Regions from separate parts of the Oryctolagus cuniculus genome. Here region 2 is linked to region 1. The links are chromatin contacts, called in public Hi-C maps. All regions are on one chromosome and are shown on one strand. The core of a region is the stretch at or near the end of the contact, and the rest is flanking DNA. Distances in the headings are between cores, read along the strand shown.

The links. Hi-C and Micro-C count contacts between places; a contact is called where the count stands out from the background.
Region 2: a contact with region 1 is called in a Hi-C map of psoas muscle, with 2.6 times the contacts expected there. The contact joins the enhancer-like site here to the promoter of LOC138843200 in region 1. A contact is called at or near these places in 4 of 6 Hi-C or Micro-C datasets (embryonic fibroblasts, psoas muscle, skin fibroblasts and 1 more).

Annotation. Positions count from the first base shown.
Region 1 is chr5:109,157,255-109,160,704 of mOryCun1.1, reverse strand. It overlaps LOC138843200, which reads left to right and starts at 1,555. Exons shown (of 2, transcript XM_070074656.1): 1 at 1,555-1,687. The coding sequence starts at 1,649.
Region 2 is chr5:109,354,926-109,358,375 of mOryCun1.1, reverse strand. No RefSeq gene overlaps it. Among named protein-coding and RNA genes, the nearest start is that of LGSN, 37 kb to the left of the region's middle. Within about 2 kb of position 1,600, at least 2 of the 8 cell types and tissues checked have an H3K27ac peak or open chromatin away from gene starts, as enhancers often do.

The DNA of each region.
Region 1 (3,450 bases), core at 306-2,805:
TCCTAGACAAGCAGTTTTCTTTAAAAGGGAAATGAGTTGACTTTTGTTCCTGTAAAATCTGGCCTAATTCTTTTTTTTCAAAAGCACTTACTTTGCTTGCAGAGTACATGTTTATAAGAAAGTTGAATAACCATGCAAGGAGAGTCTCTAAATAGCAGCTCTAATAAATCCTAAGATGCGGCAGTACACTGACTGAGAACACAATTTGATCCCTTAAGCCCTCTCCAATCTAATGCTCAGTGAAAACAGCAAACAAAAGGCCTCAGTGTTGGTTGAAAACCAAGTTCTCAAAGCAGGTAAAGGTCCTGTTTACTCCTTGCAGAAAGCTGAGGAGCGAGGGTTTTCAGATTATAAATGACAGAGGTGCCCTTGTATAGCCCAGAACAATGGCGATAAAGCTCTACTTCTTAGGGGCCTGGACGATGAAGATGGTGGAACCACAGTACTGAAAACGAACAAAAAGGGAAGCTTCGGCTTTGACGCACAGAATTACCTCAATCCTTGACAGAAAACCAGACTCTTCATTTTTCAAAAAGCGCTCCCTTTTAGCAGCGTCTAACCTTTCATTATCTGTGGCACGTCAAAGTGAAGCAGTACAAAGGATGTATGTGTTTTCGAAATGCCCCAATTGAGCCAACTGCAGTTGCCCGCGTATGTAGTATGGAGGCGTGACCAAAAAAAAAAAAAAAAAAAAAGCCTCTAGGCTCTAGGGAGCACAGGGCTCCATCTGCATCCACAAAAATAAATAATAATAATAAAATCTAGAGAAAGAGTTTTACCAAGATAAGTTCCTCCCCACGTAAAAGTGCCGCCGGCGACGAGAACTGATCCGAGTCTAGGGCCGTGGCATGCTAGGTGTTGAGTCACCGGCTACAGCGGTTGTGCGACATAAATATTATCTGATGACGGAGATTCAAGGGGTGCAGGTGCCAAGGTAAACCGCCGGCAAGGATGGCCGTGGTTGTGACCGAAGGCAGAAGCAGGGTCGGGGCTGAGACGCCAGTGCGGCCGCGAGAGCCCGCATGTGAAGTTTGGGGCAAACTTCAAGGCGCCCCATGTGACATGCGTGCTCGCGCGCCTAGGTGGCTTTAATCAGGAGAAACAGGGTTTTCGGCCAGACTCCTCCCAGCCGATAGCCCGGAGGAATCTCCTACAGCTCCTGCCCCTCCTCTACTCCAGGCTCCAGGCGAGCCCCGTTTCCCCCAACCCCGACCCGCCCCCGCCCCCGGGATGCTCCGGCAGCGACGCTTCGCCATTCATCAACCGGTTCGCACCGGCAGCGGCCGCCGGGAGGTGACGTCCGCGAGCGAGGTTGGAGGGGGGGAGGCGGAGGTGGGCGGGCCTCCGCCCCCGCTCGTCCGCGCTGGGCCTGGAGTCCCCGGCTGCGATTGGTGGCCGGGGATGCTGACGTCACGCAGGCTATATAAAGCGGGGCTTGTGACGCAGGGGCGCCTCGGCGCGCGTATTGGCTCCTTCGGCTGCGGGCCGGCTCGGCGACGAGCTCTCCTCCGAGCCGCTCACTGCATGGTAGAGTGTGGTGCCCCCGCCGCCGCCTGCATCGCTGCCGCCGCCCCACGACGACCACCTCCGCCCCCTGCCCTGCATCCGCCGCTGCCGCCTGTGTCGCCGCCGCCTCGGGACCGGCTGTATGATTAGGCCACAATCTTCAATGAGTAAACATATTCCTGTGAGTAGCCGTGCTGCCGCCGCTTTTCGAGCTGGGAATCCGCGACCCCCCCCCCCCCCATCCCCACACACACGCACGCACACCCGGTCTCCGCCGCCGCCTTTGTTCGGAGCCCGGCCTCTGCTCCCCGCCACCCTGGACCGCGGTTCCGGTGGGTCCCGGCGGCAGCGGGCGGGCCGTGGCCGGCGGTGGGGAGGCAGACGCCGGCGGCGGCGGCGGTTGGTCGCCGGAGGCACCGGCTTCCACGTCCCTACCGAGTCCCGGGCGGTGTGGCCGGGCCTGCGCGGCAGGCGGGGGCGGTTTCGGCCGCCGCAGCGGGCCGGGCGGGGCGGCACAAAAGCCGCTTTGTGACCGCCGCCCCCGCCCTTGGGCCCTCGGGTCCGGCGCACCCCGTCCGGGTCCGGCGGGCTGCGTGGCGTCCCGGGGGTCCCTTTGTTCGGCCAAAGGGAGAGGGGCCGCACTGGGGAGCGGGAGACGTGGCCCGGGGTGGGGCGAGGGCTGCGCGTGTCACTGCGGAGTCGGATCCGGGGAGGGCGCGGTGACGGCGGGGTCGCCACTAGATCCGGGCCGGCGTTGGGTAGGCGGGGCGGCCCCGCGCGGCTCGTTAACGGTCTCGGCCCGGAGCTCTCGGAGCTCGGGGCCGTCGCGGGACGGGAACCTAGTGCCACCACCCCCTGCGCTCCGCAGCCGGCTCCGGGGCCTCAGACAAAATGGCCTCGGCGCCCGCGCCTGACTGAAGGCGCGGCGCGAACCCGTGATTGCGGCGCGGACAGGGGGCGCCGCGGGCGGGCCCGGGCGCACGCTGCCGCGTGAGCCATCCGGGGGCATCCCGCGAGCTGCCGCCCTGCCCCGGCCGGAGCGGGACTCCGCCAGGTGAGGTCCGCGGCGCCCCGCCCCGCTCCGCTCTCGTCCCGCAGTCTCCACCTGGTAATGCGAGCCGTTCCGGGCGGAACGCCCCACCCCGGGCTCTGGAGAATGGGAACAAGTCGAGGCTTGTCCCTTGTCTGGGCCGGTCGCGAGGGGTGGGCTGTGTGTGAGCGCCTTGGAGACTGCCAGGGCCACGGGGACACCGAAGCGGAGTCCCCGCCCGGGCACCAGCGTGCAGTTTCCCTGCCAATGTTGGAAGGGTCCTGGAAGGCGCCTTGTAAAATCGGGTACTATTTAGAGCCGCTGTTGAAATCCTCGGTGTAATGTGTTGTTGCCTCCTGTTGGCTGTGGCAACGGTAACCTACCGGAGCCAGAATTCTGAGGACTATCTTCTGTTCGTGGAACACTGTACCATTCCAAGAGTATTAAGTTGTTATTTACACGGTAGTTGGAACCCTCGGCCTGCTTGAGATCCAGAATCAGAGGCAATAATTACTTCCTAAGACGCGTTTTTATAGGAATGTTGATGACAGTAAATCAGCTGAAAACCAGAAAGGTAGATCATTCCCAAGAGCAAGCAACATTATACACATGCTTTATTAAAGGTATTAGTGAGGCTGCAGTTAGTGTGTGGAACACCAAAAAATGGTTGGTTATACAAATTAGATTAATTGACTTGACACTGCAAGCCTCCAGTTTCTGCAGATACTGATCCCCCCCCCCCCCTCCACTGTATCTTACTGTGTTTATAGCCAACGGACTTGTGGGAGAAGGAAAATCCTTTTGTATTTCTGAACTCTGGCATGGACAGTTTTTCCTGTGTGGGAATGCCTTGGGCTGAACAGAAAGATGTCAGTAGTCACCACTGTTTTAATAGAAGTATCCCCCCAGCCGCT
Region 2 (3,450 bases), core at 351-2,850, 200 kb before region 1:
ATCATTTCTTTGGTCAACCTGACCTAGAACTTTATACCCATCAAAAACACTAATATGCTGAAAGAGAAGGCTGAAACATGAGACTGTCTTTCCTAACTCATATTAAGTAAGTTGGTCAGAGTTTTGTTCTGTGTTGCCCTAAGAGTGGCTTTATCTTAAGTGTAGAGAAATGAATGATAGGAACAGAGATGTGAAAAATGGTTAGATGCCACCCTGGTGACTTTGTAAATTCAGGTTGAGAATAGCAGATAATTCTCCTATTTCAGAGTTTTGGTTAGTACTCATTGTGTTGATGATACATCATACATTGTTTTCATTTGAGTTTCTTTTAGGAAGTATAAGAATATAAGTTAAAAGGGAACAACAGGGGCCGGCACCATGGCTCACTTGGTTAATCCTCTGCCTGCGGCACCGGCATCCCATATGGGCACTGGGTTCTAGTCCTAGTTGCTCCTCTTCGAGTCCAGCTCTCTGCTGTGGCCCGGGAAGGCAGTGGACCAGGAGGATGGCCCAGGTGCTTGGGCCTCGGCACCCGCATGGGAGACCAGGAAGAAACGCCTGGCTCCTGGCTTCGGATCAGTGTAGCTTCAGCCGTAGTGTGGCCATTTGGTGAACCAACAGAAGGAAGACCTTTCTCTCTGTCTCTCTCTCTCACTAACTCTGCCTAATAAATAAAAATAAAAAAATTTAAAATTTTTTTTAAAAAAGGGAACAACAGTAAAGAATAAAATAATCAAGACAAGATCAAGAAAATCCTTATCCTATAAGGTCAAAGTTGCTACCATATGGAATCTAAGATAATATAAGTATAAAACATGTCATTCTGTACTAATAAGAATTTTTTTTTTTGACAGGCAGGGTGGATAGTGAGAGAGAGAGACAGAGAGAAAGGTCTTTCTTTGCCGTTGGTTCACCCTCCAATGGCCGCCGCGGCCGGCGCGCTGCGGCCGGCGCACCGCACTGATCCGATGGCAGGAGCCAGGAGCCAGGTGCTTTTCCTGGTCTCCCATGGGGTGCAGGGCCCAAGCACCTGGGCCATCCTCCACTGCACTCCCTGGCCACAGCAGAGAGCTGGCCTGGAAGAGGGGCAACTGGGACAGAATCCGGCGCCCCGACCGGGACTAGAACCCGGTGTGCCGGCACCGCTAGGCGGAGGATTAGCCTAGTGAGCTGCGGCGCCGGCCCAAGAAATTTTTTAAAAAATCTATAAACTATTACATAAAGTTTTCTTAACAATGAAAGTATTTATTTATAATTATTGAGAGTTCTTTTGGACTTAATTATACACAGAATTTATTGTACATCATTTTTGTGCAAACACCAAAAGGAAAACATAAAGCATATAAATTATTTGTTTTTACTTGCAATTTTTTTTCATATTCAAGGCTAACCTTTACTTTCAGTCTCAGATATCACCAATGCACATGTTTTCATTTTTTTTTCCGTAAAATACTATTCTCTGTTCCATCAATGGCACTGGTGATGCAACATGTCAAATAATCTGCCAAAGAACCAAGCCATCGGCACAAGGCTCTGCACTGACTTGCAGTTATGTAAAACTGGATGGCACACTTTTGACTCCCACTTCTAAAGTGTCATGTTTGCAGCTTGTCTTGTGTGACTCACCCACCTCCCATACATCCTCTCCACAACCATTTTGTTCCTACAGTATGAATGCTCTATTGAGAAATTATGATGATAGAAAGGGCATTTAAATAAGCACAAAATTTCTTCCTGCTTGGTACATCTTAATCACCAAAGGAGAAAATTGGTGACTACAACAGAGGAACCTGGTGATGTCACCTGAACTCCACAAAGTTACTGTCAGTAATAAAACAAAATAGCATCAGATAACTCCTAAAATTTTACACTGAAAATGGATATCTGAGATTTTCCATCCCACAGCCAAAAAAAAGTATAACCTTAATCTAATCATGAAGAAACAGCAGAAATGGCTCAAATTAAGGCACATCTTACAAAGTAACTAGTCTGTAATCTTCAAATTGAAGAATAGTTCATGTTAAAGAAAACTAAAGAGACAAGACACTTAAATACAACATATAACCCTGGTTTGGATTTTGACCATAATTATTTCTTTTGCTTTATTTAAGAGCATTAGAGGGACAGTTGACAAAACTGGAATGTCTTCAGATTGGAATATTTTATCAATACTTGACTTACATTGAGAGCTGTGCAGTAGAAATGGAAGAGCTCACCTCATGTTTACAATATAAACATTGAAGTATTATTTTGAAGAAACAGGCATCATGTCTGTAACACTCAAATTTTACAGAAATGACAGATGATAGATAGCTTGTAGATATAAAGATAGAGATAAAGAATGATAAAGCACATATCATAAAATGCTAACTTTGTGGAATCCAAGTCAAGCTTACATGGGAATTCTTCATATTACTATTTCTAAGCATCTGAAATTAATTCAAAACAAAATTGTTTTTAACAGACCTCTACTATTTTCTGTGACATTTTCTTTCTGTTCTGCAAGTTTTGCTGATGGTGCTTTCAGGTTCTCAAAGGAGTCGGTGATGCCCCTACCACTCCTTTGCCATCTAACCCACAGAATTATAAGGTTATATCAATTCTGAGCTGCATTCCACTTCCATACATGTTACAGTAGTGAAATGGGCCTCTTAGTGTCACGAATATATGTTAGAAGAGCCGCATTTGGAAACTACATTATTAAAGCAAATGCTGATTCTACCTATTAGTGTCTATATTAATTTCCTATACTGCTGTAACAAATTGATTTAAACATACTGGCTTACAACACAAATTTCTTGTCCTACCGTTCTAGATCATTAGCTCAAGATAGACCAGAAGAAAATCTTTCTCCTTAATTCTCTAGCTTCTAGAAGCTGCCTGTATTCCTCGACTCTCAGTCCCTTTCCATTATTTTGTGCCCATAATGCTTCTAATTACTAAATATACATATGGCTCAGCTATTATGTGCTTTTCTTTGACTTCTCAATCTCTTAGTTAATTAAATGTTACTGTGAAAACACATGATCATGTAATAAAAGGAAATTATCGCTACAGATCATAAAAAATCAATAATAAAAATATTAGAAAAACCTGATCTCTCAATGAAGATAACCGATATTTTGGCAGAAATAATTCTTAATTATTACGGTAGCTCTGTTTAAATTGTAAGTCTCTGTTACATTTATTGATATTGCTGTTGATTTTTCTGGGGCAATAGGGAAGCATGTTATCAAGAAATAATAATTAAATTTTTATTTTTTAAAGGTTTATATTATTTGAAAGACAGCATGCTGCAGATGGGGGGGGGAGAAGGAGAGATAGAGAGAGAGGGAGAGAGAGAGAAAGAGAGAGAGAGAGAGATTGTCCATTTGCTGGTTACCTCCCCCAAATAGCTGCAATAGCCAGGTCTGAGCCAGGGTAAAGCCAGGAGCCTGGAACTTCATCCAG